Linked DNA regions of Mus musculus: region 1 is linked to region 2. The links are chromatin contacts, called in public promoter capture Hi-C maps. All regions are on one chromosome and are shown on one strand. Each heading gives the region's core, a stretch centred on a gene start, on an enhancer-like site or on the middle of the called end of the contact. The rest is flanking DNA. Distances are from core to core; before and after follow the strand shown. Region 1 holds the start of Ankrd40 (ankyrin repeat domain 40). Region 2 holds the start of Mtmr4 (myotubularin related protein 4).

Region 1 (6,370 bases), core at 2,718-5,217, 6.7 Mb before region 2:
ACCTAGGATAAAATGGACATTGCTTAGCAAACTGCAGCTCAGAATGTTTTGTGTGGAGCTGTCTGTGGCATAGGCTTGAAAAGTGAATAATTACACTAAGTGAGCACTCAAAAATGAATGGATCAGGTTAAGGAAATGCTCCCTTTTGGAAAGAAGTTTTTACTGGAGAGTGAAAGAGTAGTTTACCGTGAGTGGGTCAGAGAGACTCTGAGACAAACAAACTGGTTTAGAGTACCACCATGTAAATGGGGTTAGGTGAACACAGCATGTTCTGGCCATCCCAGCAACCATCATTTACAGACTGGAGTTGGGTGACCATAGGCAGCTATAACTCAGAACCATTGCAGCCAGACAGCATTTCAACTTCTTCATAAACCACTATACTTATTTCTAAAGCCAAAGGGAACATATGACACTTGGATTACAATTGATGTGGAAACTCTATTTTTGAACTTCAACTCTTTAAACTTTATATTTGCAGTCAGCATATCCCATTAGGGCTGGGAAGTATTTTAGACCAGAGGCTTTGGGCATCATTCATCAACTGGGTATCATTCATCATTGCTGAAACTGTGGTTACTAAGCAACCAAGAATTGAAAGCAGTCACCAGTCTACTTTTCAATGTTGAAAAGAGTTGGGTTTTTTTTTCTTTTTTCAGGGTAACTTTATATGTCTCCCAACATGTTGCCTAATAATAAGAAAATAACAATAGCTAACACAAACATAATACTTTACATGTTGGACCCTGTTCTAAAAGCTCTGTTTAATCTTCAAAATATCCCCTTAGGATCTGGGTACAGTGGGGTTTGCCTATAGACTCAGCTATTCAGTAGACCAGGGTAGGAAGAGGGTAACTTTGAGGACAAGGGTTAAGACCAGCCCAGGCAACACAGCAAGGCCAAGTCTAAGAAGAAAAGGAAGAAGGAAGGAAGGAAGGAAGGAAGGAAGGAAGGAAGGAAAAGAAAAGAAAAGAAAACCCTACTACTGTGAATATTCTTCACTCATTTTACAGTCAATGAAGCTGGGTAACTAGCAAGCAAATAAGCAAATTATATAGTGTACTAGGCGGATATTAAGTGTCGTGTATCAATAAAGCAGAGTAAGAGATTAGGAACTGGCAGGGCTGGGGGAAGAGTTGCACAATTTTTAACGACAGGCAAGGAAAAGCCTTAGCATGAAGCTAATATTTAAGCTAAGATCCACATGAGGACTGAGAGCAAACCATGGTGTGTAAGAGAAAAGCTATCAAGACAAGAGGGAAGGCAAAATGCAAAAGTCTAGAATCCAGGCTGTGCTGTTGCTCCAGGAAAGGCAAGGAGGCCAGGGAAGAAGTGAACAAGGAAGCAAGTCAGGAGATGAGGCCCAAAGGTCAGGGAAAGGAGTGCATATTGGCTTCTTCTCACAGTAACATGGGAGCCACTAGAGGACTTTGAGTGAGGTGATCCAACTGTTCCAAGTCAGGGTAAGGCAAGTAGACTAGTAAGGATGCTAGTAGGAAGACTCTGGAACTATCCTGCATCACAAGTGGAGCTGGCTGGCTTTGTATCACAGTGTAGAGCTTGTGAGAGGTAGTCAGATTCTATCTGAACATAGAGGCAGCAGAACTGGATGACGGTACGTGGATGTGAAGGAAAGACAGGGACCAAGGACAGTGCCAAGCTTTGTGGTTTGGTTCATATAAGAGGGCAGGATGCGAAGAGCTGAAAGCATTAGGCCAAGAGCATAAGGCAGGATAAAGGGAATCTAGGAATTCACTCTTGGATTGAATAGATTGGAGCTGGAATTAAATCTATAGGAAGCCTCATCATGTCACCTCAAACTCACCTGATATACACTGTATATCTAGCACATGGCAGGCACTGTGCTGAGGGACTCAGATGTCAGATTCCTTTTTCAGCTCTAACAGTCATGTAGACCCACTAAATCCCAAATTTAGTAATTTAGGAGCATTTTTAAAAACTGAATGGTTTACTTAATTTTCCTGGGGTCTCAGTTTCTTCATCTTTAAGATGGAGAAAAATAACAATATCTCCTGATTACCCTGAGATAGGTTAAGTGTTTAGAACCACATCTGTGCCATAGAGCAAGTTCAATACTTGGTAGCTATTTTTCATCTCAATAAATACTAACAACACTTCTGAAAGACCTGGAAAACAAAGTAACTCAGGCAAGACCACACAGCTAGGCAGGCAGAACCTGCAGCAAGACCAGGCTCATTGTTCTGTAAAACACCGCCTCCCAGTGCCAAAACAGGAATTCACAGCTCTTGGACGCCATGGCAAGGCAAACACAGCTACAAGTGTTTTGACTACAAATGCTTCAAAAAAAAAAAAAAAAAGACTAGAAATTAGTGTCCACTGTCTCCAGGCTGTGGACAGCTATCCAGGCTAGTTTCTTTAGGGAAAGGAGTCAGACAGCTTTCTTAGGAAATTAGGAAATCTCATTTCTGACTCTGTTATCATATTGACAATTGTGCAATCAGGGCAAGACACTCTCTGGAATTCAAATGATCTCCAGTGCCCTTTCCATTCCAAAATGTATGGCTCGATTTACTGGGGGGTTTAAAATTCAAATTTAACTTTAAACTGGCAAAAGAGGCTAGATAAGCATTACCTGAATTAAAAAAAATTAATTGTAAAATGTCAAAAAAGGGTAGAAAGAAATACCACATTCAGTAACTCGAAACTAAAGATTTAGCCGGGCGTGGTGGCTCACGCCTTTAATCCCAGCACTTGGGAGGCAGAGGCAGGCGAATTTCTAAGTTCGAGGCCAGCCTGGTCTACAAAGTGAGTTCCAGGACAGCCAGGGCTATACAGAGAAACCCTGTCTCGAAAACCAAAAAAAAAAAAAAAAGAAAGAAACTAAAGATTTGTTCATATCTTAAAATGAGACAGACTCTGTATTGGGAAGGAGGCAGATCTGCTAGCCGACTTGTAAAGCCTTGGGTAAATTTCTCTAATTGGAAATTGTACTAAGCAAACAAAACACTCTACAGGGCAGACAAATGAGTCTCCCCTCAACAGGCAGCTGTAGGCAACAGCCAATCACTGTGGCATTAAAACAACTGAGGCAGAATTATTATGCAAGTGGCGAGGGTTTTGTAGTTGTTCCTTTTCTCCTGGTCTTGGCTAAAGAAACCGTGCTGGTTTTTTAAGATTGGCATTTGCTTCGTTGCTTATGCTTTCATCTCTGCACGAAGTGTTCTTCAGAAGCGCCCATGGCAAACTAATTCAAGCTTGATGAAATCCAGAGCAGAGTCGCCGAGAATCAAAGCCTCTATGCATCACCATTTGGGCCAAGTTAGAGCCAGGGGGCGCGCGGGGGGGGGGTGGCGTGGGTGGGCTCCAGTGTCCCGGAGGGCGCTGGCCGCGGTCAACCACAGAAGAAGGTATGGTTTGGGGAGGATGCGCTCCTGACTGCACCAGGCAATGGGAGATCGGGGCCAGTCTCGAAAGGGCCACGACCTGAGAGGCCTGGGGCACCAGGCGTCACCTTCGCCTGCGTCCTGGGTCACGGCTGACTGCTCCACGCCCCGAGCTCGCAGCCCTGAACCCTGGGCCTCCCCCGCTCGCCACTTACCAGCCGTTGACCTCATTTTGCGAGTTCACATCCACCCCGCTCTCCACCAGTTTCTGCACCTCCCGAATGTCCCCCAAGGCCGCCGCCTCCCGCAGCCTCTCCTGCTGCTCCTTCTGCTCTAGGAGGGCGCTCATCTTCCCCAGGGCCCCGGGCCCCGGGCCGCCCCGCCCCGAGCCTGTCAGCGCCGCCGCCGCCTCCGCGGCCGGCTCCCGGCCATGGGGAGGGAGCGCCGGGCTCGCCCGCCCCGCTCGCGCCTCCGCCCGCGCCCGGCCCAGGGCCTCGTGCGCCCGCCCGCCCACCGACAGCTCCCTGGCTGCTCGCGGCCCCGCAGGCCCAGGCCTCCTCCCCCACCGCGCCTCCGAAGGCCGGCTCCGGGGGACCCTATTCGGTGTGACAACATTGACCTAGATACTTTTCGTTCCCACCCGCGGCCCCGCCGCCCCGGCCGGCTGTTTATGTAACCACCGCACTGGATTATCTGCTGTGATTCATGGGCTATTTTTAGAGCTCCCACCCGGCAGCTTCCAGCGAGGAGGACAGACACAGGAATAGTTGCGAGGCGGAGGGATCCGACATTGTCGTTTGAGAGCCAGAAAAGCCTTATCCTCAGGAGCAGGCTGTTTAGCAGGCATTAAAAATAATTGGTGGGTTTCCACCCCCACTCCCCCAAGATTAGTTAGCTCTTTTTTTTTTTTTTTTTTTTCCATCTGAGCCAATTTTTACCCAGCAGGACGGGAAATGGGCTGAAAAGGATCCTACTATAATATGCCCATTATTTGCAGAGATAGATGACACTGTTCTTTCTTATTTTTGTCAGTGCTTGGGACCATTCAGCTAGAATATTTATTTCAGCTGTTACTGTTTTTATTTTACCCTTTATCGGTTTTAGACAGAAATTCTTCCAACTTGGCTTTCATGAAGATTAACATTGATTCTAGTTTATAAAATGCAACTCGTTATAGCTTATAAATTATAATTAATTATTCTGAAAGTCATCTAAGGAAAGACGGAGGGCGGGGCGGGGCGGGGGCGGGCGGGCGGGGGGAGCTCTTTGTCATCCTAGTCCTGATTCCAGGCACTGAGGGTAGAGCTATGGTGTGTTCATAAACAGCCGTGTGCAGTACTCCATGCCTAATCTAGTTAATGAGGCTCAGAGCCTTGGTTGGCACTGTTCTACTACCCAATGGGACAAGCAGAAAATATTGTTTTGCTGAGCTCAGGTGCCTTGGAGAGATCCCTGATGTGGCACTGGTGAGAACTTTGCAGATGGGGTGAAAAGATTAAGGAAAACACCCTGGGGAGGCAGAGAGGAGGGCCTGAACAAAGCCAAGATGAAACAGGAAGGGGTACTTTTAGGTATAGCGTCTTTATTTCCATTCTTCGGGGTTGCCCAGGGCACACAGCATGCATTTGTCTTGTTACTGCTTAAGAAAAAGCAACGTCTGTTTATTATGATACAGTAATTCACACAGTACACACTGCACACCAGGAGTGATGAATATCAACTGACTAAACACTTAAATTGACCCCGGTGGCAAATTGGAACGCGGCTTGAGCCTACACTTGGATTTGTTTCCACAGTTTAAAATTTAATTCTCGGATCCAACATAGTGCTCCATCTGAGGCTGATGGGAATGGCATTGAAACTCAGTCTTTAACACAGTCTGAGGGACAAGAAATAGCAGTCTTTTTTTTTTTAAAGGCAATTTAAAAAGATTGTAGCAGGCTGGTGATTTGGCTTAGTGAAAGAGTACTTACCCAAACAAGGCACAGGGTTTCATCCTCAGAGTGGTAACAAACAAAGTCAAACAGCAGCAATGACATTAAATTAGGTGCGCTCCAAAATTCATGGTTTTTTGTTTGTTAAATTTTCTTTCCTTAAAAGAATTATATCGGGCTAGAGAGATAAGCCAACAGTTAGGAGCATTTGTTGCTTTTGTAAACGAGGCCCAGGATTTGATTCTCAGCACCAACATGGTGGCTCTCAACCATCCATCCGTAACTCCAGTTCCAGGGGATCAGATGCCCTCTTCTGACTTCTTCAGGTTTAAGCATCCACATGTGCACATGCATACATGCCAGCAAAACACATGCACATGGAAACAAAACAAAACAAATAAAACTGAAAAGGGAGCCAGGCAGCCACTTTAATCCCAGCACTTGGGAGGCAGAGGCAGGCAGATTTCTGAGTTTGAGGCCAGCCTGGTCTACAGAGCGAGTTCCAGGGCAGCCAGGGCTATACAGAGAAACCCTGTCTCGAAAAAAAACAAAAACAAAAACAAACAACAAAAACTGAAAAGGGAAAGAAACAGAAAAAGAAAGGCGACTGACTGTGAGCCAGAAGAGTACACCAATAAGCATGACCAGCTCAACAGCCCTGCCTCTGGGTTCCTGCCCTGCCTGACAGCCTGCCTTGGCTTCCCTTGATAATAGACTACAAGTTGGGAAAAAAAAAATGGCCGGGCGTGGTGGCACATGCCTTTAATCCCAGCACTTGGAGGCAGAGGCAGGCGATTTCTGAGTTCGAGGCCAGCCTGGTCTACAAAGTGAGTTCCAGGGTAGCCAGGGCTACACAGAGAAACCCTGTCTTGAAAAACCAAAAAAAAAAAAAAAAAAAGAACTAAGAAGTGGATGGTGATGGCACATACCTTTAATTCCCCAAACTTGGGAGGCAGAGGCAGGCGGATTTCTGAGTTTGAGGCCAGCGTGGTCTACAGAGTGAGTTCCAGGACAGCCAGGGTGATACAGAGAAACCCTGTCTTGAAAAACAAAACAAAACAAAACAAAACA
Region 2 (6,482 bases), core at 2,624-5,123:
CCGCTTTCCTGAAGCAATTCAGAGAAAAGAGCTAACCCGTATCCCCTGTCCCTAAGGTTTGAGGTCGTGTCGGGGTCTTTGGGCGGGGCTGTGGGTACAGCATGCGTTGGGTGCTCCCCCCACCCCCGCCCCAGGCCCTGGCAGGACAGGCCTGGCACTTACGAAGCAGCTAAGCATGGAGCAGGAGACGCGGGCGGTCAGGCTCATGGTCACGGGCTGTCTGGACCAGCGCACATGTCCCCGGAGCCGCTGCGCTGCCCGCCAGCCCCGGGCACCCGCTGCATCCCGGCTGCGGGGCCCGCCTGATGCAGCCACGGCCAGAAGCAAGCGCCCTGGCGCCAGGACCCAGCCTCTGCTCCCGCGCGCCTCTCCCCTCCTCTCCACAATGGAGCGGGCTCGGCTCCGCCCTCTGGCAAGAGCGAAGGGAGGGGAGCTCAGCGACAGGAGAGCCCAGGACTCCGCCGAGGAGGTGGAGGCGAAGGCGGAGGCAGAGAGGCTCCTCCCGCCCCGCCCGCCGCCCTGGCTCCGCCCTCCCCGCAACCTGGGCAGCGGGGGAGACAACCACCACCACCACCACCACCTCTCCAGGGAACTCTAGGGACATTCTAGAGTGGGACGAGGGCCCGCCCCAGGACTGCTCAGAAAGAAGAAGCGAGTCCGCCCACACCTTTTCATTTCCCATCTTTCCAGGTGTGCTACCCTACACCCTGCTTGTCGCACAGTTCCCACACCCTCTTCCCTTTTCCCAGAGCACTCTACGCTTGCTGCAGATCCTAAGATGGAGCTCTCCCCACGTTCTTTACAGCCCCAAGCCTGCCTTCTTTCCCTCCGAAACCACGGCCCAGCACGCTCTATTCACTGCCTCCCTGCTTACACTAACCTCCGTTTGTCCTCTTAAAAAGACTATTGGTCTAGTCTTATCGTAGTGGACATGCCACACTTCTCTAAGGGAAACCCTTGGACTTTGTATCTTACCATCCTCACGAACCCTCCTTAGTTCCATCTCTCCCTTGATTCCCAACCACAGATAAGAAAATCCTTTGGAAGAACTTCTTAGTCTAAGAGAAGAACTGATTATGGGTCACTGAAGCTATAGAAAGCTACAACGAAAACAACAACAAAACTCAAACCCCAGGAGTAGAGCAATGAATAGTGTTGGGTAGAGAGCCAAGGCATAAGCAGTTCGTGATAAGCAAGCGGCTTGGTGTCTCCAAAAGTAACAGAAAGCTTACTACAAACTCTTACACTTCCTGTACCTGGTAACCTCACAAACCAGGGCTTTTGTTTGGGGGGACTTGGGATGAATTTTTAATTACGTACTTACAATAATGGCCAGCAGTGGCAAGCATGACCCTAACTCTCCAAGAATAAAGCTGGAGCGCATTTCACGGGTGAGACTGTAGGCTTAGAGAGAAACGGTGCAGTTCTCCTAAGTGGTGGTGCTACGATGAAAGGAGACTCAGTGCGAAGTGCACAGCGTTCTCAGTGCACCACCGAGTTGGAATAGGGGATGAGCTATCAGTCCAAGGGGGCAGGCTCAGCAGTAGGCTCTCTGGAAAGAGCAGGGGCTAATGCACACATCACAGAGAGAACCAGGAGAGGAGGGACTTCACCACTGGCTGAATTCATTAACCTGTGACCCCTGGAAGGAACTGAAGAGATACAAAGGCTAGGTCCTGCCTGGAAAGGGCTTCAGTCTCCTTCATCATAACGGCTGAGCCCTAGCTCTCCCACCAGGACGGAGAGGACCCACCGTCAGAAGGCTGGCCAGGTAGATACTCAGTCAGCTGTCACCTGCAGTGGCTTAATAGACTGCAACACCTGGGAGCTGGAAAAGGCCTACAATTTGGGTGGAATCACTCCTGGGACAGCACCAACAATATATTCATGAGACTCACTGGGAGTTCAGGGATCTTATTTAAACACAAAACCAAAAAACCATGGAGTCTTTTCTGGAACTCACTACATAAGACTTGGCTGACGTCACTGAGAATCACCTTTCTCTGTCCCCAACTGATGTGATTAGAAGCCTGTGCCACCACGCCCTGAAGTTCAGGAATCTCAGATAAGAAAGACTTGTTTTCTTAAACCAGAATATGCATAGTTTTAACCGGGGATCCAAGTAAGAGGCGATATAGCGGTTTGTTAGAAGGGACGGCCTAACACCGAGAAAAACTACAAGCTGCTGAGCCCAGTGCTATATAGTGCCCGATATATATTTTTTTCAATCCTAAGAAACCATAAGCTAGATACATAGCTCAGTGTTAGAGTACTTGCCTATCATGTACAAGGCCCCACACTGCATTCACCTGCAATCTTAACACTTAGGAGATGGAGGGAGAAAGAGGGATTGCCCACAAGTTCAAGGCTGGCATGGGCTACATGTCTAGTACCAGGCTAACCAAAACTCTACAGCAAGAACCTGTCTCAAAACAACACTGCCCATCCAAAAAAAAAAAAAAAAAAAAGCATCAGGGCAAATGAGCCTGTTTAGGAAGTGAACAGAGTAACCAGGGGCACTAGGGCCAAGAGAGGTGGGGCAGCTTCCCTGAGTCAGACTGGAGGATGAGACACACAGTGGTATGAGGGAAAAGGAGCTACTCACCATTCTACCTTGGCGAGGGTCCTGGCTGCCTGCTCCTGCTCGTCACTAAAGGAGACAGAACACAAGAGGAAAGTGCACGGTCATTAACATCACCATAGAATCAACGATTGTCACACGGGTCTACCCCTGAACTTCTCTGCAACTCATTTTCCTCCACCACAGAGGATCCGGCGTCTCAAAAAGTCACCACACCAGTCAGGCAATGGAAGAAGCAACAAGTGACCCTGCCCGGTGAGAATTCCACCACAAAAGTTCCTGAGCAAGGCTAAGTATCATCCTAGCTTACTCAGCAGAACTCAAACGTTCTGATCCCCACACCCAGCAGTAGAGCACTCCAAACCCTGCTCTCTACAAAAGAGAAGAAATTCCAACTCTGAAGAGACAAAGACTGCCCAACTGGGACTCACTTTTGGCCCTGGTAGGGGCATGAATCCACAGGGCAGTTCGGCCAGTCTCTGAGTCTAGGAGTAGCACCCACCTGACCTGTTACTGGGGGCAGAGTCCAGAGCAGAGGACAAGAGGGAGAGGACCACAACCTGTGATAAAAGAGCAGCAGGGTTGGCCCGGTCCTGCTGAGCATACTTGAGACCAAGTAGGTGAAGGTTTGAGGGAGGAGGCCACACAACAGGAGCAGAATTAGGCCAGTCCGGCCTGGGAGACAACATCTGTCAAATGGGTCGAATTAACAAGGATTTCAAGTTAAGGCCTCCTGGGCCCACTTAGGGAGCCAGGTCTGAATTTCACCGACACTCCTTCATGTTTGGTATGCTCGAGGGGTGTGCAGCAGAGCCCCATAGGAGGCTACGGCGATTAAAGCCTCCATTGTGATCCTACCAACCTTCCCTCCCTCACGGGGGAGCCCGCAAGCGGCCAGCCGGAGGTGCTGCCTCACGGCTCCCTGGCTCGCGGCCTGAGAAACAGAGAGAGGAAGGGAGCGACAAGGACCAGGCCTAGGAGGCCCAGGGTTCTCACAGTTAGGGACTCTGGTCTTAGGGTGGGGGGTGGGGGAGGATGGGCTAAGCAGCCAGGAGATCCAGGTGCCCAGGTTTTAGGGGCGGGGCCAAGGCCTCGGAGGCGGAGCCCCAAATGACAGAGGGCGGGACTCAAGAGAGCCGGCGAGGGCCGGGCAGGACTTGGTCGTTGTGGTTCCCAGGCTGGCAGTGCACGGGGTACAGTGACTCACCCAGGCGGCGTCCGCCCGACCCTCCAAAGCCGCGCTCTCACCACTTCCGTCTCCCGCAGCTGCTGAGGCCGCGCAGCTCGAACCCCACCACGGTCCCTTGTCCCCAACCAATCGTATCTCTAGCCTCTACCCGCCCTGGCCAATAGCCACGCGAAGTCCCGCCCTGCCTCACCACGCAGCCGCCGCCCTCACTCTCCACGCTGCTCACTGGTCCAGTGGGCAGACGCCCTCTCAGCTTGTAACCTATCCGGCACCCGGAGACCAGACAGTACCCGGAGGGAGGAGGCTTGGCGCCAGAGAGCAGACACGACCAATAGGAAATCACAGCGCGTCCCTCTGGCAGCCAATGGGAGAGGAGTAAGAGGGGTCGCAGCCTAGGGCTCCGGGGACAGGAAGTACGGCCGCCCGTCGCCTACTGGTAGCGCAACTGGGGGGCGGGACATTGCAGGGAATGGTAGCAGTCACTTCCGGTGACGACCCCGCCCGAGAGGTAGTTCGCAAATGACCTCGCGGTGGCTCAGCGTTTTAACCCAGTGGTGTTTCTGTTTTGCTCCAGTAATGCGAGAAAGGAAGGGTAGCATGCCGGCTAGGAAAGGGGAAGGTCCCTTCCCAAACTCTCGGTTCCATCACTCTCGTGTTTCGTCGCCCGGTCGATGGAAAAGAAAATCCTGGATTTTTTTTTTTTTTTTTTGTCTGCGAAAGAGAAGAGCTGGGTTCGGGAACTGCTGAAGCCACAGGAATGGAAAACGTGAAAGACCCTCCTAGAAGGCCTGGGAGGAAGGAGCTCTCGGACTGGCAGCGCTGGCGGTTCCCTTTGCGTATCTGGACTGGTTGTTAACGACCGACCAACCTTGCCGTCCTTCGAGACCTGCATTGCCGCCAGTCCAGAGTCTCTCAGCCAAGAGAGAAAAACTGGGTCTGACTGCCATTAGCTAGCTGCGGCTTCTTAGTCTGTAAAAGGGGTAGAGGGACAAGACTGAAGCGCCTGGAGCCAGCACCGGGACGCAGGTCACCAGTAACGCTGGAGGTCTCCGTGATCCGCGCCACTACTAACCAAACTGAAGTGGCAAAGAGTCCTATTCTCGGCGGATAGTCCGAGTCCTGGAGTGGGTCTAGGCCCTGAGATCCTAGGCTAGTGTCCTCACGTCTTGGTTTCTGAAGTACTTACAGTTACTAAGTCATAGGAAAACAGAAATCTCTCCTGAGTTCACTGTTTTAGTTACAGGGTCTAGAACCCGGGTCTAACCTAGCGCATGCGTGATACTGAGCTCCTTGGAGACTATGGCATTTTGTTTTTCCCTATGTCCCAGCACTCTAATTACAGGACCTTCAGAATTTGTTCAGCACTGTACCACAAGCTTCCTGGAATTTGGAGCTTAATTCTGCATATCTATTTACCCAAATCTGGGGAAAGGCGGAAATCAGAGGTTGCCAGGTAGTTAATACCTTGTTTTTCCCAAGAGCAGCTACAAAATGAAGGTATTGTATACGGGAAACATGGAGGCTTGAGGCTCAGAAAGTGGAGCCAGAGTAGAAATGGTCAATAGGACAAGCTATGTTGTAAGCTGAGTGAACTCTATAAGCGAAAGGGAAATTTCCCCCTTTCTGTTTCCTACTAAAAGCCAGAAACCAGTACCCTTTCCATCAGCCTTTCAAACTAGTCATAGGAGCTATGTTTCCAGGAAATGGTAAAAATACAGAGACACCTGAAGCCACATATAGGTTAGTTTATTTCCTCTGAGTCTCTTGAGAAGTCAGCAGGGATATAAGGCGAACTGGTAGGAGCTGCGGGGGGTCCTGAGCAGAGCTGATGCAGGGAATAGAGGCTGGCATAGGCAGGAAGAAGAGATTTAAATATTCAGGTCCAAAAGCCAGTTAGTGAGTCTCCTTCATCTGTCTTTGGATTTTGTGTAACATCTCCTGCATCCGCCGCAGCTGAAACAGGCACATACATCATCAATGCAAGGTGTTTGATAGGAAGAGTCTGACTGTATTGAAGAAGTGTCCCCAGATTCTAATCCCTTGAGTCTGGGACTTTGGTGGCCCTTATGTATGATGGAAATGGCAGAACCACTCAACATCCCACCTATGTACCAGAGCATAAGGATAGGTCCTTCTATTCCCAAGCCAAGAGATAATGAGGCTTATCAAACGGAGGACTTCCCAGACTGACATCTGCATTGTATTGCTCTCACCTCTTCGTCTTTCTCCCGGATTAGCTTCTCAGTTTCTGGATCTGTCCCTGGTGGGACAGCAGGGATAGGGAAGTCAGTACCACTCTCTCTTGTCAGTTTGCTGAAGGGAGGGGGAAAGGAGGGTAGTAAGGTTGGGGGGACCCCAGCACCAACTTGAGTGAAGCCTGGGGCCTGCAGAGTAATAAGGGGAGGACTTGGGATTCCCCTGGCCAGCTTTGTCCTGGCTCCTGGTCATACTTGCGATTCCGTTCCTTCACTACTAGCCGGGTCATGCTCTGGATACACTGTGCCCTGTAGTTCTCGTAGTGTGTCTCTCGGGTCACATCCTTTAGGTCCTGCATGTGGGTACGCACCAGCATCGTCCTCAACTTGACAAAGTCGCAGTGACCTGGGTTTTCCACTGCATGGCAAGGCTAGGAGTCAGCCAGGGTCAGAGGTAAAGAAGAATTCCTAAGGGCAAGGGGACTCTGGTCCCAAGCTCAGAGCTTTACCTTCCACG

Evidence for each region. Promoter capture Hi-C pulls out the DNA fragments that hold promoters and counts their contacts.
Region 1: a promoter capture Hi-C map of liver shows a contact between it and region 2, with 5 times the contacts expected there. The contact joins the promoter of Ankrd40 here to the promoter of Mtmr4 in region 2. A contact is called at or near these places in 2 of 39 promoter capture datasets (cranial neural crest and liver).

The regions. Positions count from the first base shown.
Region 1 is chr11:94,325,598-94,331,967 of GRCm38.p6, reverse strand. Ankrd40 (ankyrin repeat domain 40) reads right to left here and starts at 3,967. Exons shown (of 5, transcript NM_027799.2): 1 at 3,581-3,967. The coding sequence starts at 3,714.
Region 2 is chr11:87,589,557-87,596,038 of GRCm38.p6, reverse strand. It overlaps Mtmr4 (myotubularin related protein 4), which reads right to left and starts at 3,873. Exons shown (of 19, transcript NM_133215.2): 1 at 3,789-3,873; 2 at 2,606-2,650. The coding sequence starts at 2,608. It overlaps Septin4 (septin 4), which reads right to left. Exons shown (of 14, transcript NM_001368775.1): 11 at 6,475-6,482; 12 at 6,221-6,383; 13 at 5,984-6,030; 14 at 5,496-5,723. The coding sequence ends at 6,012.